2 separate regions of the Bombyx mori genome follow, and region 1 is linked to region 2. A link is a contact called in public Hi-C data. All regions are on one chromosome and are shown on one strand. The core of a region is the stretch at or near the end of the contact, and the rest is flanking DNA. Distances in the headings are between cores, read along the strand shown. Region 1 holds the start of LOC101743225 (Golgi SNAP receptor complex member 1). Region 2 holds the start of LOC101735790.

Region 1 (7,056 bases), core at 660-3,159, 420 kb after region 2:
TGAACAGTGCAAGACATGTCATTGTAGTGATCCTTCAAAGAGGTCAATGATTTCATAGATGATGATAATTTAGTTTTTGTATTCATTGCCAACTGCTGCATTATATTTTATTAAAGACGAACCATTGCCCTCTATGATTTATATAAGAATCAGACAAACAGCTATCTGACACTTGACTCACTTTGGATCTTTTGTAAAGACAAGTTAGCTAGTTTAGATTATATATAACAATTACCTGATTAAGTAGCTGCTGCAGCTCCATAGACATGGTATCAAACATATCATCACTGTTTATGAGAGGGGCAGTCTCTGAATTAATATTGGCCGAACCTGAACTGATACCCAGTTTGCTAAATGCGACAAGTTTCACATCTATGTCATTTTCTAGGGTCCGAGCTTGCCTTCTTAGCTCTGAAATAAAAAAGGGCATACATGTCATACACAATACATAATTAAAATAATTTTTACGGCTCAACCACACATTTTTTATTTACATTATATAATTTCCTGCATTTTGAATACTTTACAGTTTTTGTTATCTAGTTTCAGTTTAGATTAAACTGTTTTGGAGAATATACGACGACGACGACGAATTTTGTTGTTCGGAACTTGTATATATGCAAGTTTATCTTGAGAATGTCGTAAGCGAGATTCAGGCATCTGTCAAATATCCTGCGTTGTATGATGGCTACCCGCCACACCGTAAATGTTATTTTAATTATTTCTTTGAATTGTAAAAACAAATGAAAATTTATAATACAATATGCTCAATATCTACAAAATAATGTAATGATGTGTTTTATATCATCACAAAGATAGACAACTAAAGTATGATCTATTACACCAATCATATTACCTTTGATAATAATTTTTAAATATTTTCCGAATATCTAAATTATTAAGTTACTTATTATTATTTATTATTAATAAATAATGACACCATAGGCATAAGGTAAAATAATACCAGGAAAAGGTTAACAATAGCTCAAACTTAAATACTAACAGTCATATTCAAGTATGAAGACTATAATTTATTCTTATTACTTATTTTATTGATGAAAAACACAAATATCACATTTTAGCTATCACTTCAATATGTGTGGTTATCATTATAGTGGTACTATAGTATTGAATAAAACAATTAAATGTCTAACATTATCCGATAGCTAACTAATATTCTTAGTGCACGGGACCTGTATGACACATTTATCTTGTTAATCTCTAAACTAATTAATCTCCAACCTTCTTTCATGGTGACAGGTAATTTGTATGTGACCACTTCTTCAAAATCATTGTTCTGTGAGGCATCTTGTTTTTAGTACAAACTATGTATTTTAGTAATGTACTTTGGCTAATACATTCCGTTTTATTTAAATTAAAACAATAAAATTGTGCTGATGATAGTTGATATATTGTTAAAGGACCACCTTAGCGAGCACTAAAGATTTTTTTGTTCTTTAGTAGCTGATGGTAACGATCTAAATAAAATATTATGTACTGTTTATAAACAAACATGACAACTCAATGTTGAATAAAACGAAGATGTTACAATGTGTTTAATTTTTAATAAATATTGTAGTTTTTGTGTTAATTGACTTATAAGGGGTTCGTTCAAATTTAGTTCATTTAATAAAGAACTTTGCAACGTCATAACTTAACCGGTGAATGTTTCAATGATCAAGATAATGTAATCTTACCTTCCCATGGTGCAGTTATAGTAGACATTGCTGCTAATGTCAATTATCTTCTAGAATTCTGCTGCACTTCTATTTCGACAACTTTAGTCTTGTTTTTATTTTCAACAGAAAATTGCAAATTTTCGAAGTCCAATGTATTTTTGACAGTATTTTTATATAGTTAGGTATGTACCTACCTACCTTTCATATAATATCTATGGTATAATTTATGAGTTAGCTGAAAATGTGTTGCCATATATTCCAATGAAAGAATTTTAATTCAATCTTTTAAAAAATATTTGTGACTTACTCCTATTTATCTAGCACCCGGTATTTTATGATTGGTTAGATGAGTGAGCGAGCTCACAACCCGCCCAGTTATTAAAGTATCTACACCGTTAATGCCGTCACTCGCCTTGCAATAAGAGGTCTAGTGTCAGTTTTTACAGTACAAGCAACGGCTGCCCCACCACTCAAATCGAAACGCGTTATTGCTTCACCGCAGAAATAGGCAAGGTGGTGGTAATGTTTGCTAAATTTACCACCGCATCGCTTAATACGAATGCACCGGACGTCTTATTTACGCCACGACGACTTCAACCGTACTTTTTAATTCCAACTTGGGCGAGTATCTTTAGACATTAACTTGCAGGACTAACCGTTAGCCTTTTACCTATGATTTTCTCTTAGTGATTTTAATGTTTCAAACACTACCAATGTCAGTCTTTAATTGACATGAAAAACTAAGGAATACTCGAATTTCATAAAAGGTGGCAACTACAGTTCAGAGCCGTACAGATAATCACTGCAAGTCAATGTCACTTGTCATCAAAATTAGAGCTGCAATCATCAAGATCGCATTTCCAGAGAAAATAACTGATAAAAATTCACAGTATCACAGTTATAATTTTGTTTTTCTTCTAGTATCTAATCAGAATAATTAAACTATTACAAAAGTAATAAGTAAAAGAAAAGAGCGGAAACTGCTTCATAGTTAATACACCTAATATTGAACGGCTTCATCGTCTGACTGCCAAAAGAATTAGATCTTGACTTTTGGCAAGTGGCAGTTGATCTCGATTAGTGATGGGAAATAACAACCACTGTTATTAACTTTTAAGAAACGCAAAAAAGATAGCTGTGATAAAACTAGCTTTCACTATTTCTTTCAGTGGGTCCAAGTATTTAAAATTGCTAAAAATATGAAGAAAATGAAAATGCGAAAATAATACTCATTATATTGTATTATAAAACTGGGTTTAAGTAGGTATTTTTGTAATTGCACCGAATTACTAATCATCCATCCGTATTACAGAGGGCTCTGGCATTGACTTTTTTTCTACCTGTTCTAGTACCTAATCTCAAGGGGTTATTTTAGATTCACTGAACTAGTAGGTGAGCTAACAGGGCTCAAACCTGACGTCGTTGCTAACACTAATTCTAGCAAGAGCAGTGCTTCTCATAATCTACTACCGGATCGGAAACGCGACCCACTGCGAAGATCCGGCGAGAAACTTAGTAGGCTGTGTCTATGGGGTTTTTTATTTTTTTTTATTGCTATGATGGATGGACGAGCTCACAGCCCGCCTGATGTTAAGTGGTTACTGGGGCCCATAGACATCCACAACGTAAATGCGCCACCCATCTTGAGATATAAGTTCTAAGGTCTCAAGTATAGTTACAACGGCTGCCCCACCCTTCAAACCGAAACGCATTATACCCGCGCGGACTCACAAGAGGTCCTACCACCAGTACAGTTAATTTACTCACTGAGCCCTTCGTCACAAGCGACGGGTTCGACGAGAACAATGACCGATCTGGTATGACGGGAAACATTAAAATGTGATTTTACACTTTTTCGTGATAATAGGTATTCGTTTTCGATTCAAATGTCAGAAAGCGGTTCTTTATAAAACTTTATTTTCCCACGTCTTTACGCTTGTATATAATTTCTTCAAGAGAAAGAAAGCATGAGATTGGCTTTTGTTTTGTCAATATTACGACGTTATCGGTAGCCAGTGCTTGGCTACTTTCCTGGTATTATTAATATCCAACCACTTACTACCAGGTGGATATGTTCGCCTATTTACGTCATAAATCATAAAAGATAAGCTATTGATTTTGTTCACTTTTCTGACATTAATTGAAAGAGTTAGATAGTTTCAGGGAGGTTGTCCTAATTAATTGGTGTTAGCCGAAATAATCAAGTTACTGAGTAATTATGTATTACTGGCATTAGCCGAGCGTTTTGTAGAGTTGCACCTACTCGTGCTTTTAAGTATTGAGTGTACAGATATGGATTTTAAATAAGAAAATCTACACAACGAAAAACAATATGTACTAAATCAGTATTGTTGATTTATTAGAAATTATCTATGTATGTAACTTTTCGAATACGATTTAAATATAAACTTAAATATGACTATCCTTTTCTAACAAATATTGAGATGTGAGACGCTAGGTGATTTAGTCTGATTTTCAATGAAATTAGAGTTAAACTAGGTATAATTTTATTTTTCAAATTTAAGTTACGTACAATTGTACGTAAACTTAAAACGATACAAATGAAATAAAAATTTGATTTGTTGTACTATCACAGAAGTTACTCAGGTAGTTCCTACGAACAAAAATAGATCTTATGACTATTTCGACTCCGACTACTAATTTATATTGTAAGCTCATACAAAGAATACCCATCCTTGTTTCAACTGAATAAGGATCACGTAGGTGCAGCAAAATAGGATTCTGTTTTCTCTAAGCGGATCGAACAGGGTCTATGTCTATCTCTCTTTTTCTTAACTAATATTCAATATCAACACAAGTTCTGTCTTGCTCACTCAAGTGTTTCATCATTCCACCCATATTGAATGTAGCTGTCTTTCTTTCTTTGTAATCCAGTTTCGCAACTGTGCAGTGTTGTGTTGTGAATTAAACATAAAATGTTCATGCTTTCACTGAAAATGGGCAGATTTTTCAATACTCAGTGCTTTTTGTGATATAGAAATAACGCCACGGCTATTTTCATTAAAATTATGACATCAATAATGTTGTAGTATAACAAGGACAAAAACAGCTCAAGCTGACTGCTGCCCAAAATGGCCACGTTCAATAAAACACAGAATTTAAATTTCGAAAAAATATGCCGTGCTTGTTTGCAGATAAAAAAGGATATGAGGCCTTTATTCGAGCAATTAACCGCCACAATGTTGATGGGGATATCAAAAATTCAGGTAAGGAAGACATAACTCAATTTGAAAATCAAAACATTTCTGTCTCACTTGCACTCGTGTTTCAGACGTATAGTTTCTGTCGCGCCATTCGTCCTTACATCGCGTCATCTTTGTTCAGAAGTCATTCGTGATGAACAATTTCGTAAACCCTGAAGCAACTGCTTCATTCTAGAAATGACGAAACGATTCTGTCCTCTTCTATTGTACGCACCATACGCAAAACGCATGAGATAACAGACTCGAATTTTGTGGAGGGCTGGTGACATCAATAGAAAGTAGAATTTCTATATTGTCATCCTTTATCTTCTAGTTTGAGAATGGATATTGGCGTTTGTTTACCTACTAATTTATCATACCTACTTTCCCAACTATATAAATGCCCTTGGATATACAATCACAAATAGGGACACAATCAAAATGAGTCGTACATACACACGCAAAAATTTCAAGGTCATGACAAAATATCAAGTTGTTAAAAAATAATAGCCTAGATAGCACGAATGAAGATAAGAGAGGGGTTTTATGTTGCGACTTTAAACGCATATCACGAAGCTTTTATGAGAAATTATTTGTATTAGGGTTCCGTGGTTAAGAGACGGAGAGCTTTTTTTTAAAGTCACGTTTAGTTTTGTTTGATTTACACCAGAGTAAATAAAAAAATGAATGAAGTACCTAAATATTGATTTACTCTCGTGAAACAAACTGAGTTGGCCTCCTAAGAACTCACAGTCACCGTCGACGTCCTAGACACGTCCTTACAGATCCATCAGATCCAATAACCGTTACATTAGACGACTTTAGCTCTAACACTAAGAGCAGGTTTAGGGACCCCGATAACCGTACGTGCTATCTAACCTAAACATCAGCCCGCTGAGTTTCTCGCCGGATCTTCACAGCAGGTCGCGATTCCAATCCGGTAGTAGATTCGTTCGCGAAGCAGCTGCTCTTGAGTTGTTCGGTCTCCTTTGGAGGCACTCGGGTAGCTGTTAGCAAATGCCACCCTTCCTGGCTGAGCCTTTGCTCGCCCACCTGCCGTGGTGAGACTAGAAAGGCCTCCGGGCCAACAGTAATCCCTCAAATATAAAAGAAATGAAGGTCGTGGTTTTGGGCTATCTTCTCGAAAATAATAATAATTGTACAACATATTCATATAAAATTCGTAATTTCCAACCAATTATTCATGTTAAAAGTGCGAATGCTGATAAGTGTCTCAAAGAAATGATAGAAGAAGATAGAAGTAGTTCACGTTTGACTTCCACGGTGAAGGAATAACATCGTGTAATGAAAATCATACCCGCAAAATTATAATTTGCGTAATTACTGGTGGTGGGACCTCTTGTGAATCCGGACGAGTAGGGACCATCACCCCGCTTATTTCTGCCGTGAAGCAGTAATGCGTTTCGGCTTGAAGGGTGGGGTAGCCGCTGTAACTATACTGAGACCTACGATGAGGCTAAAGAACAAATCCTCAATTGCAGAAATAAGTTCGGGTTGGTACCTATTAGTGTAGAGTAAGTAGTCGCAGCCTAAATGATAAAACGCTCCGTGTGCTTGTAGCTAGCGATGAAACTATGCCGGTGTTCGAAATCCGCAAGCAGGTGTCAATTTTCCTAAACGTACCTCATGTTCACGAATGACTTTAACGATAGAGGAATTTTCAATCGGCAAAAAATGGTTTTTACGTAATTACTGGTGGCAGGGCGGCTTGTGAGTAGTGAGGATAATCCGGGACAATAGCGGCATTGTCTGGGGCGGTTTGATGAGTTGTCGTACCGTGACGGTTGATATAGAGTCGTCGACTGTCGTCTAGACGACTCCGTAGGTCGGGTGTCCTTGTGGAGAGCTGCGTGTCTGGATATAGTGTTGACCGCGAAATCCACCCCTACTTTCTGTCTTGGACTTGAACTCGTGTGGTATTAAACCCAGGTGGGCCGCGCGCTCGTTCACTTTATATCACAACTCGCGGTCCTTGTATTTGTTAAGACCAAATAGCCGTAAAATATTAATTTTTACCAGCAGGAGTTGAACCCTTGCATAGTCAAATCTGGTGATACGAATAAACCAAAGCCTTCCTCATTATAAAACGAACATATCGTCGCTGTCAAACCAAAATCTGCCATGTGCAAAAAGTCCATTTTGAATTAACGAGT
Region 2 (6,635 bases), core at 2,346-4,845:
TTCACTTTGCCTTAAAGCAATGAAGTAGGTTTTTTTAAATCATTAAGCTTTTGAGTTTTGTATCTTGTTTCAAAGAGTTGAGATGGTGTCTTAAACATACGCTTTATATAAAATCAATACATATTGTTACCGAGATAAATACATATATAGTGAGAAATGCATAGTGATGAACCCCTATTTTGGTCTACATCATGATCGTTGATTTGTAATGTGTGTATACTGTTTCTCTGTATGTATATTTTTTGCTATAAAATCAATGCAGTGAACTCTATATTTTATTTGAATCCTTTTATGCCTTTAAGAAAACATAAAAAATATAAATCATATTATTTTGTGGGGAGATCTCTAATCAAAATTATTAACCAAACATCAGCCATAATCTTTGAAGTGGTTTATGAGTCTCCCAACAAATGTAATAAGACCATATTATATTGCTGAAAATTAGATAAGATAATATTGATGAAAATTGGGAATATTTTAATTTTTTTTAATCTGCTTTCAAACAACTTTAAAAACATTATTTTTTTATTCACTGTCTGAATTCTCAGCTAAAATGACACCTTGAATACTTTTTGGATCAAAAGTACTTTCAAAACATCTCTTAAATACTGATTTTATCTTAGTCCTTGAAGTTGGAGATGCTGGAATAACATTATCAAAGTCTATTTGTTCTTTAACATTATCTAAATTATTACTAGCTTTAAGATTTATATCATCAGGGATATCAACAAAATTAAATAGATGAGAGTCCTCTTCTAAGCACTTAGAAAATTCAACATCTATATGCCGTTTCTTTTTTACTGAGCCTTGAGTATTACATGTATCTTTTCTTTTATTCCTTTCCTTTGTGGTAGTGCTCTGTGTTGATGTTGCTTGTGTTGCATTGTCTGGTTTAGATGTTGCTAACACAAAATGTGCTTCAAAAGTAGTTCCATTATGGACTATGAATACAGCTGGACGACCTGTAGTCTCAAAATGAAGTTGCAACGGCAAATTTAATGCTTCAGCAAACGCAAGTAGGGCTCTGAACTCTTTTAATGTAAATGTTATAGTGGTTTCCTCTCCTATGATGTAGTTGTCAAATTCAGCAGGATCTAAGCTTACATGTGTTCGAATTATTTTTGTCAGATCCATATTACTATCAATATAATTTTTTATTACCAGTGACTTAGTTGTGGCCTCTAATGTCACTTGGTCGTCAGAGGTTTGGAAGCTGTTCAGTGTTTCGTTTAGTATTCTTTGAGGTGAAGTAATTCTGAAAAATATTTCATTACAATCTAACAGTGATAAAAATAAATTAATATTTTATTTTGGTTACAATTTTTACCTGTTTGGTACTGTATCTTTAGTGTACACAGCCTGCATCGCTTTACAGTCTAATATTGATACAAAATGTGTCTTAACTATACCATGCTTGCATTTCAAACAAAATATTAACTTGCAAGATTCTGGATCTAATTTCATTTCCAAACTTTCTACCTGTTTATCAATGTGAGCTGGAGATTTAAAGGCGTTTAAAGCAGACTTCATCGATATTTTGCATTTCAGACCTTCGTTATCTTCAGTCGAGTAATAATTGTAATTAAAATAAGAAAAGAAGTTTTTGTTAAATTTAATCATCGCATATGCGGATTCGGCTGCATTCAATGTTCTCAATAATATACAGTCGGGTAATGACTCCAGGTATAATTCATCTCCAAATCGAGCTAAGGTATGTACTGTTCTTGCTAAAACTAAAATTATATAAAAATTATATTCGTTTCCGAGCCAGCATAATTTCAGTATTGATAACACACACTTTATATTACCTTTAACATTAGGCCCCGGAACGTGACACTTCATTGTTATGTTGACTTCCTCAGAAAGTTAACTAAAATCTACTTTAAATTCATTTCTAGGCTTTAACATCAATATAAGGATTACCTATGTTTTCACTATAATTTTTTGTCTAATTTCCTGATCCTGACCTACTGAGATACCAGGTATTATTAGGATGATACGAGTGACAGATATTTGACAGTTCTCGTGATGCGACGACAATTTAATGATCCAAATGATCCAAAGAAAATTAATCCACATGATTATTTTAAAAATTGTACTGTAAATATTTATAAACTATTCTACATATTGATAGATTGACTATTGATGGTTTGACTATACAGAAATATTTTTGAAGTGAAACTTCCTTATCGGCGTTGGAAAAAAATTTACCGTCACGTTTTTCGGTTACGCGTCACTTTTTTCCGTTACGCGCCATCTTTTAATTAACGGCTGTATGTTCTGAAGTATAGATGCGCATTTGAGAAACCGACCTCATGTCTCAAGGTGGGTCACGGAATACATTTTGTAATTGCAATAATCCCAGGTAACCCACTTAATATCACGTGGACCGTGCTATTATTGTTATTACGTAAAATAATAGGAAGAAAAGTACCAGGGTATTATGATATCAAAGAGATGTATTATTATAACTTTACTCTGACGTACAGCCTTCTTTATTAATTAACGGCTGTATGTTCTGAAGTATGGATTCCGATTTGAGAAATTGACCTCATGTCTCCAGGTGGATTACGGAAATCATTTTGTAATTCCAATAATCTCAGGGAGCCCACTTAATAATATCACGTGGACCGTGCTATTTATTACTGTTATTACGTAAAATAATAGGAAGAAAAGTACCAGGGTATTATGATAGCAAAGAGATTTATTAATAATTAACGGCGGTATGTTCTGAAGCATGGTTTCGGATTTGAGAAATCGACCTCATGTCTCAAGGTGGGTCAAACTTCACGAACCTCAGGAACCCCATTTAACACCACGTGGACCGTGCTATTATTATTAATTTATAGGAAGAAAAGTACCAGGGTATTATGATATCAAAGAGATGTATTATTAAAATGCTGTAATAATCTTAGTAGCAAAAAGGTAAAGTGAAATAATTGTATTATTTGTATTCATGTCTATTGTCTATGATAATAAAATCCTTTTGTTTAAACTTTATCTAATTTAACTTTATTTAACCAATTTCTAGAAAGTTGCATGTAGATCATTTTTCGAAAAATAAGGCCATAAACAAGTTTCACTTCTTACGTGTGTACACTAGTACACGCACACATTTTTTTATTTAGTACCATTGTAACAAAATCAATAAAGAGGAAGAGAAAATGTTAATTTATTTATTATTGTTTAATAATAAATTACCTATTTTATACTACCCTATGGTTATATTAAACAACAGATACAAAGTAGAAATAAACAAACCATCCTCTTTTTTATTGTGTATTAGGGTGAATGATAATCATATAAAATCTATTGTGAAATTACGGTATGCATGTATATATAAATTATTTTAAAAGAGGGTTTTTTAATATTTATCTGGTCACAATAGCAATAGGCAGGACTTTCGAATCATAATTACAGTTAGTTATCGCTAAGTGAGTACTCGCTCAATCTTATCGCAGTACTGCAAGTATTTATTGTATGAAACAAAAGATATTTAGAAAACTGAGTCATTATGGTAGTTGAAATGATTGTATACACACTACTCGTGGAACCACTATTTGACTTGAAATAGTCTATTCAATAACATCTCGACTAACTAATTTGATGAATGAACAATGTTGCGCCCAATTCAATCGACTATTGATATCGATCGATGTCTCGAAATGAACAGTTCCGTTATTTATTTTTGACAGTAGGTATGTGGATGGTAATACTGAATATAGAACAGTTTGAAGTATGTGCACCTGACGACTTACAACAGACCGTTATTCGTGGCCCTACTCGGTGATCTACTAAGCTGAATAAAATAAACGCTCCACAGACTACTAAGAGAATTTATGTTATTAATGAACTTGTTTTGTGCGTGATATTAAGTGTATAATCTATGTGCGTGAATGCACTGTTATGTGATGTTGTGTCTTACTGTTTAGCTGGATTTAATTAAAATAAATGCCGAGGAGAAAGTTTGTAACGAAACTAAAAAACCTATCTCGTTTTCAGTTCCTAATAATTTTAATTTTAGTGAATTAAATATTGTAGAACATTTTTTCGTACAGTAAGGTGAAGTGCGAACAATGAAATTAAGCCGTAAGTATATAAACGAATAACATTGTGCTGAATATATTTAATAGATAGAAATTATAAATTAATTTAAATAATCAAAAAATATATTGCTTTAGATTTTTGGCCAACTTGCGCGCCACCTGATGTTATGTGGGTACGGAGACCATATTCGTCGCACGAATGCCACTGCCCATCTTGAGACATGAGGTCGAAGCGGCTATTCCACCCTCATAACTTCATGGGAGTAAATATTAAGATTGTGGTATTCGGGCGAGTTTTCTGTCCAATATCACCAGTAAATGAATAATAAATTTTTGATACCATACTTACGCTTTATAAATTTGAAAAGTTCGATTTACCTATATTGCTCGATTCCTTCCATTCGTGGAAGTTACTAAGGAAAATTAAAGTTTAGCTACCACATTAACGATTCGTGATTCTGTAACGCAAATATACAAGTAACTAAAGTTTGTGTTAAAATTAAATATGTATTACCTTTATTAATTTCTGGACGACCTGTTCATTAAATAGATTAGTTAATAATCTTACATTATTAGAATATAACGGTGCTTTTCGGTACCTCAAGCACCGGTCATCGGTCTCGTCCCGTCGCTTGTGACGAAGGGTCGAGTTTCCGATCCGCTGGTAGATTCTGCGAAGCACGGCTCTTACTAGGGTTCGTGTTAGCAACGTCGTCAGGTTTGAGCCCCGTGAGCTCAGGTGTGTGTTAAGGTTACGCTGAAATAGCCTCTCAAGGCTATCAGCTTAGGTAGGAAAAAAAAAACAACGCATTTCGATAAGTAGAACAAAAAGGTATGACTAAGTATTTTTTGTGTTTTTTTCAGTATTATTTATTAAATGCTAAGTAAAAAAACGTTGAAGCCTATTGTTATTTTTTTATTCATTTATTGATACATACTAAAATGGTACATTATACACTAGAAATAAATAAACGTGTCGCTTTCGACGGCTAGTGCTATAGATCGGCAGAGGAGCAGTGATCACCGTACCGCCTATTTCTGCTGATGTTAATTCAGTGATGCCCTTAAAATACAGCAACGGCAACAGGATTCGCGTTCTAGTATTTTTTTTTATTGCTGAGTTGGGTGGACGAGCTCACAGCTCACCTGGTGTTAAGTGGTTACTGGAGCCCATAGACATCCACAATGTAAATGCGCCACCCACCTTGAGATATAAGTTCTAAGGTCTCAGTATAGTTACAACGGCTGCCCCACCCTTCAAACCGAAACGCATTACTGCTTCACGGCAGAAATAGGCAGGGCGGTGGTACCCACCCGCGCGGACTCACAAGAGGTCCTACCACCAGTAATTACGCAAATTATAATTTTTCGGGTTTGATTTTTATTACACCATCGTGTAATAAAAATCATAGAAAATCGTGTAATAAAATAACATCTTATTCCTTCACCGTGGAAGTCAATCGTGAACATTTGTTGAGTACGTATCTCATTAGAAAAATTGGTACCCGCCTGAGATTCGAACATCGGTGCATCGCTCAACACGAGTGCACCGGACTTCTTATCCGTTAGGCCACGACGACTTCTACGTTCCACATTACGGAATCCACAACCACGAAAATCATTTAACCCGGTGCCTAAAATAGCGCTAACAAAATTTTTAACTAAAAATATAGGCCACGTTTTTATAATAGAATAATAGTTGATGTAATTGAATCCCAGAGAAACCCCGATGTAAGGTACACCGTGTGCGTAAATTTAAAATCGTGTCTTTGTACAGTGTTTGTTATCTTATAATGCATGATGACCTGGACCTAAAGTCCATCAGTAAGTATCTGCAGTCGGCATCAATTCGCCACTTCGATAAAGCGGCACGACACGAGAACCCTCTCATCGTGGCCGCCGGTAACTGCATTCCCGATCCTGCGGATAGAATGGAAAGCAGTCGACGTCGCTCAAAACACGGCATTTCGGATCCTCCCGATCCACTATCGGTGCTTTTAGATACCTTAAGCACCGGTCAGGGTTCGACAAGTAAATTAACCCAAAGACACAGCCCACTGAGTTTCTCGCCGGATCTTCTCAGTGGGTCGCGTTTCCGATCCGGTGGTAGATTCTGCGAAGCACGGTTCTTGCTAGGGTTCGTGTTAGCAACGTCGTCAGGTTTGAGCCCGTGAGCTCACCTACTAGTTAAGGTTACGCTGAAATAGCCTCTCAAGGCTATCAGCTTAGGTAAGGTACAAAAAAAAATCTTATAAGCATTTCTTAGTATTACCATAACCGGTTTTCTCATTGCATAAATGAGTGGACGAACTCACAGCCAAACTGGTGTCATTCGTGTACCTTTATCCTTTACGTAATTCATTAGTAAAATTAGTAGTTGTCAGCAGAATTCGAACACATGTATAGTCGCATCGCGCGATATGAAACCGTACATCCACCGGGCGTCATATCCTCTAGGCCACGACGTCTTCTTAATTTTTTTCACAGCAATTATGACATATATGATACAGCGTGTAATAAAACAATGTATCAAAGTGACTCAATACAAAATAGAAGATTTGAAACACATGAAATATAAGACAACATAAA

Evidence for each region. A called contact is a pair of places that touch in the nucleus more often than the background predicts.
Region 1: a contact with region 2 is called in a Hi-C map of middle silk gland, with 2.1 times the contacts expected there. The contact joins the promoter of LOC101743225 here to the promoter of LOC101735790 in region 2. A contact is called at or near these places in 2 of 7 Hi-C or Micro-C datasets (middle silk gland and whole pupa).

What each region holds. Positions count from the first base shown.
Region 1 is chr16:10,016,494-10,023,549 of ASM3026992v2, forward strand. It overlaps LOC101743225 (Golgi SNAP receptor complex member 1), which reads right to left and starts at 1,910. Exons shown (of 6, transcript XM_004926828.5): 1 at 1,698-1,910; 2 at 236-411. The coding sequence starts at 1,725. It overlaps LOC101743077 (zinc finger protein 431), which reads left to right and starts at 4,510. Exons shown (of 15, transcript XM_004926827.5): 1 at 4,510-4,906. The coding sequence starts at 4,772.
Region 2 is chr16:9,591,793-9,598,427 of ASM3026992v2, forward strand. LOC101735790 reads left to right here and starts at 3,596. Exons shown (of 6, transcript XM_038016316.2): 1 at 3,596-4,089. The coding sequence starts at 4,077. It overlaps LOC101745714 (cell cycle checkpoint control protein RAD9A), which reads right to left and starts at 2,183. Exons shown (of 3, transcript XM_004926847.5): 1 at 1,809-2,183; 2 at 1,328-1,733; 3 at 457-1,255. The coding sequence starts at 1,842. The coding sequence ends at 526.